Linked DNA regions of Gossypium hirsutum: region 1 is linked to region 2. The links are chromatin contacts, called in public Hi-C maps. All regions are on one chromosome and are shown on one strand. Each heading gives the region's core, a stretch centred on a gene start, on an enhancer-like site or on the middle of the called end of the contact. The rest is flanking DNA. Distances are from core to core; before and after follow the strand shown.

Region 1 (2,982 bases), core at 173-2,672, 330 kb before region 2:
ATATTTGATTCCAAAGCCGATAATTTATGATGGAATGAAGTTCGAACTAAAATTTTATTTCGTTACTAATTAAAAATAATAATTCATATTTAAAATAATTATTCTAAGATCCCATAAACTTCAACTAATATTTATAATATGCTCAGATTTATATTACTTCCTGTCACTTGAATTTTGATTAATATTGATTAAAAAACAAAAAAAAAGTAATAAGAAATCATAAAGATTAAAAGAAAAATTCTATAAATATTAATGAAGACAAATAAATAAGGATGGTAACATAAGCATTCATTTAACAACAATTAAGTTAAAAAAATTAAACTATCCAACATTATATTTAACAACTACCCAATATAAAAAGGTAGAAATTGCTATCGCTGAGAAAAAAATTCATCAAATCGAAAAATCGAGTTGAATAGATAATTTAGTTCTATTTTTTTTATGGTTCAGTTTAATTTCGTTTAGATAATATTATTAAACTACATTAATTTAGATCAGTTTCGATTTATTTTATTAGATACAAAAAAGTAAAACAAAACAAAACAAGACAGTTTAAAAATTAAAAAAAAAGCAACCAATATTTTTTATACATATAGGTCCAATATATAAATCATTTAAAACCAAAAACAAAACTCATTGCTTCTAAATTCTAAATATAGCTTTTATTATACTTTTACATATATTATAATTAAATAAAAAATAAAACCTAAATCTAATTTCACTGTCACTCTCTCATGAATTGTTGTTAAAACTTTCAAAAATTCAAGAGTTTTATCTCTTTTTTACTTATTATGTACTATGTTCTTTTTTTCTATTATTATTGTTGTTAAAATCTCTAAAATTTTGGTCATCATTATTAACATTTTCAAGTCGGGTGCTTTTTTTGTTGTCATTACACATTAAAAGTTATAAAATATAAATAATTTAACATTTGATTATGTTGAATGAAAACTGAAAGTGATTAAATTAAGGTTTAATTAGATTTTTAATAAATATTTATAATTATAGAATTTTAATAAATATTTATAATTATAGATTTTATAAATTAAATTTTAGATAAATATATTAATTGAAAAAAAATTAAATTGTCAAATGGTGTCTAAGAAACCTAAAATGAAATAATTTTATCTAATTAAAATTAAAAAGTCTAAATTCAAAAATAATTTTATCTAAATAAAGTCTAAAATCTCAAAACTCAAAAACAAAATTTTATGTAATTAAAGGGTATATCAAACACATTAAAGTTGAGGTTGAGGAATGCAAGTATATATTGTAGGTAAATCTCGGGAAAACAAACATTTAATTTACATATCTACATCACTATTCTTGCTAAATCAACATAAATGATTGCTAAACCTAACACGCAATACACGCTTTTAAATTTCATTTATATCTTGTCATTTCGAATTGGACCAACTTTATTTTTCTAAAGTAAAACCTCTCAAGTGTGTGGGTTTACCGGCAATAACTTGCCCACAAAAAAGTTTTGTTGGCCTGATAGCACCGAAAATAAACAACATTCAAAAAAGGAAACGAAGCTTAAACAAAAAGATTGTATGGGAGAGAAAAGAAGGCCCCAATTCTTCTTATATATTCCCCCAAACATGCCACTCTCTCTTCCCCAACTAGCTGCGAGTAGACAACAAAACAACATGAAAACCTCCCTTTTTTTCTTGTACTTATTATCTCTCTCATATTTCAGTGTAAGAAACTAAATTCCCTAGTCTTGTTTTTGCTCTATATTGTCTTTTCTACATTTTCATTTCATATACATACATTCTAGACTTTGTTGCTTTAATTTATTTATTTCTATTTCTATTTCCAGGTGGTGCTAGTATTTGGTACAGGCAGAAGCGAGGGTAAGGAGAACCCATTTACAGCCAAAGCCTCGTTGATTCGTTACTGGAACAATCACATTTCCAACAATCTTCCCAAGCCACCATTTCTTATCTCCAAAGCTTCCCCACTAAACGCCATCGACTTGGCCAAGCTCACTCAACTCGCCAATCATAACTCTCTGTCTTCCCACATTGAATCTTTTTGTTCCTTAGCCAATCTTTTCTGCTCATTCCAGGAGGACTCCTCGAAACTAGACGCAGTTGTCAAGGGTAAAGGGGATGCAAACTTCGCAGTGTATTCCAGTAAAAACTTTAAAGGTTATGGCTCGTTAAGACGCGGAGGGATCGACTCCTTCAAGAACTACTCCGATGGGTTAAATACTCCCAATGAGTCTTTTAAGAAATACAGCAGGGGATCCAATGCCCATAGTGAAGACTTCACAAGCTATGCCAAAGATGCCAACGTCGCTATTGATAACTTCACCAACTATGGCTCCAGCACCACGGGCGGCTCTGGTGGGTTCAACAACTATCAGGAACGAGTTAACGTGCCAAACCTCCGGTTCACCAGCTACGACTCCGATGGTAACAAGCATAAACTCTCTTTCTCAAGCTACAGCTCTGAGACAAACTCAGGGTCCGAGGCATTCACCAATTATGGGAAGAAGGGCAAGGCAGTTCCAGCTGAGTTCACAAGCTATAGTTCTAATGCTAACACGATCGGGTCGAGTTTTGCAGGGTATGGGGTGTTAGGGAACTCAGCAAACGACTCGTTTAAAGCCTATGGCGACTCAGGTAACAATCCCCGTAATAACTTTAAAATCTATGGTTTAGCTTCTAATTTGGGGATTGACAGCTTTACTAGCTACCGAGATTCAGCCAATGTTGGAGCTGATTCTTTTCAGTCTTACGCAAGGGATGCAAATTCCGGAAAAGTTAATTTTGTAAATTATGGGAAAACATTTAATGTTGGGAACTCTACATTCAAAGAATATGGTAAAGGATCCACTGGTTCCACCACAATAGGGTTCAAAATGTATGATTTGGCCCGTTCATTCCTGGATTATGCCAAAAAGGGCGTCACGTTTGCTGGATACACAAACTCAAGCTCTAAAGAAACTTCAGTGAATAGATGGGTTGAGCC
Region 2 (2,763 bases), core at 171-2,670:
AATATGGGAGGGTTTGAGTAAAAATATAGGCCCGAAATATAGGCTTGGGAAAAAAACGATGCCCGTTTAGAAAACGGGCCTGGCCTCGGGCACCACTTTTTTGGCCCGGGCCCGGCTTGACCCGGCCCGATATAATACATATATTTATTTTTTAAAATTTTTAATTTTAAAATATTTTTAAAATACTTTTTTATTATTATTTTTTAATTTTAAAATATTTTTAAAATACTTTTTTTAATTTTTAAAATAAATTTTTGGTATTTATTAAAAAATGGGCCAGGCCTGGGCTTATGATTTTTTCTCGGGCCAGGCCTGGGAAAAATTTTAGGCCCATATTTCGAGCCGGGCCGAAATTTTTTATGGGCCCGGCCCATGAGCACCTCTAATTTACATTATATCTGGACCTGATCATAGTTTCACTCAAAATATAAAAGGGTTTGAGTAAAAATATAGATTCAAAAAATGATTTTGAATAAAAAATGAGGCATGTTTTTCAAACGGATTGAGCATCGGGTATGTTTTTTGGGCTCGGCCCAAATCGAATTTGCAAAAAAGAAAAAATCTTGTTGCTTTTTACTATTGTTTTCGTTGTTTTATCACTGTTTTGGTGTCGTTTCGTAATTTTATTGTTAATATTTTATTATTATTGTTTAAATATTGTATAATTCTTGTTTTATTGTTAATTTTGTTACCATTTTAGAGATATTTGCTTGCTAAGTTGTACCTATCTTAGTGTTATTTAATTGTCAATAATTTTTTAAATTTATTTTTAATTTGTTGGGAACAATTTATTTTAATGTTTTTAGTGATTTGATGCATTATATTTTTAATTTGTTTTTATATAAAAATAATAATATAAAAAAAGTTTTAATATGGGCTGGTTGAGTCGGACCGAACTTGAGTTTTAGCATTTTTATCATGATTGAAATTAAATAAAAATTTAAACCCATTTTCCAGTCCGAGCCCGAGCCTAAAATTTTATTTAGACCCGATCGGAGCCATGATGACCTCTAATTATATCCAATATAACTTTTTGTAAATGTTTAAAATATTATATTTTATAATATAATAATATTCATATTATATAAAATCTTATATATTTAAAGTGATCTATTTTTGCTCTAAAGGTTTACACAAAACAATAATGCAAAATTGACAAGAGAAGTTTGGAATTGAAATGTAGGGGCAGTGAAAGCAATTGAAAAGAACAAAGTAGGCCGACGGAGAGAGGGGCAAAAAGGGAAAAAAGAAGAGAAAATGGCGGGGTGAGAAAATAAAGAGAGAGAGAGGGGTAAATATGAAAAGAGAATGGGCAGAAGACTGAAAGTCATAATCAGAAAGACCCAGATTGTCTCCTCAGAAGTGGATCTTCGCACGTTATCAATGTTTGCCGACTCTTCAACCGTTGATTAATAAAATAACATTATCTTTCTTTTTTGTATCATTTAGGTGAATAGCTTACAAATATACGTAGAAGTATATTTTAATAAGTACAAAATGAAAAATTGTGATGAATTAATCCTGATATTAAGTTTGTGGTTGGAATATGAATATCCTAATTAATCTAAAATTATGTTTTTATCATCACTAAACCGTTATCAGTGTAATACCAAGCTAATAAACCATCATTTTAAATGAAATTGCACGTATAATCTCTCGCTCGCTCTCTTTTTAAGCATTTTAATTAGTTATTTTCCTTCTCTTCTACCTTTTTTCACTCTTCTCTCTTTTTAAGCTGATATGCCTGTCTTTCATTCAAGTCATAATCAAATCAAATCTTTGATGCAAATATAGTTCTTTAGCGACCTTTCGGTAAGACAATCTTCCAAAGATGCTCGGTGCATCGGAATATTATTCATTGGGAAGAGGATCTACCATTAATTACTACACGCCTCAAGCTCTGCAACAACTGAGAAGATTCTACTCTGCAATTAAAAAGGAATCACCACGAGGTATGTGAACCTTCTTTGGCTTTCATTTTAATGCAAAATGAATTGGATATTTAACTGAAATGATGGTAGAATCCAACGCAAAATCAAGAAATGAGGTCCCCATTTAGGCCATGAACTTCCGTTTCTTCCACCTAGCATTCATTTCTCTTTTTCCCCTTCTCAAAGTTTAGCGTTTTAATTGGTGAGCTTCTCTAATCGCTTCTTGGTCTATCACTCCCGTATTTCTACATTTTCTCCTTTATTTTTTAGTCATTAAAAAACTCACAAGTCTTTCCTCGGCTGCACCCTCAACTCTGTCTTAGCCCCCGCGAGCCGAGGAGATCGCTGTTCCTTGGCTTGCTCCCTAGGACGCACTCGCTCTCGGCTTCCGCCTGGTTTGGCTCAGTTCAGCCGCCGAGGACTAGTGTTGGTAGATCTGCGTCGTTCCGGGCTCTGGCACCCTTCAGAATGAGTGTTCTTTTATTTTGATGTTGCGGAGGTAAACAAAATTCCAGAAAATTTACATCTTTGTTTCTTCACTTATTGGACTTTTAACAACCAGAAGCTGCTTCATTGTTTAAGTCCTTATTTGTTATTAATCAATTAAATTTTGATAATTGTTTTAAAATCAATATTCAAATACAAGTAATGGTTAGGGTTATGAAAGGGATAAGAGGGAAAAAGAGAGAAGAAAATAAATAACGGAAAAAGAAAAAAAAGAATTAAAATGCTTAAAAAGAAAAAGTCTAGGGACTAAATGTGAAATTTGACCTAAAATATTTGCTTGAAACTGTTAAAATTAAAGTTAAATTACCAAAACACAAATTAAACT

What was found. A called contact is a pair of places that touch in the nucleus more often than the background predicts.
Region 1: a contact with region 2 is called in a Hi-C map of leaf, with 1.7 times the contacts expected there. The contact joins the promoter of LOC107910159 here to the promoter of LOC107933377 in region 2. A contact is called at or near these places in 3 of 34 Hi-C or Micro-C datasets (all in leaf).

What each region holds. Positions count from the first base shown.
Region 1 is chrD02:39,724,368-39,727,349 of Gossypium_hirsutum_v2.1, reverse strand. It overlaps LOC107910159 (polygalacturonase 1 beta-like protein 3), which reads left to right and starts at 1,422. Exons shown (of 2, transcript XM_016837931.2): 1 at 1,422-1,703; 2 at 1,826-2,982. The coding sequence starts at 1,557.
Region 2 is chrD02:39,397,987-39,400,749 of Gossypium_hirsutum_v2.1, reverse strand. It overlaps LOC107933377 (serine/threonine/tyrosine-protein kinase HT1), which reads left to right and starts at 1,420. Exons shown (of 4, transcript XM_016865578.2): 1 at 1,420-1,952.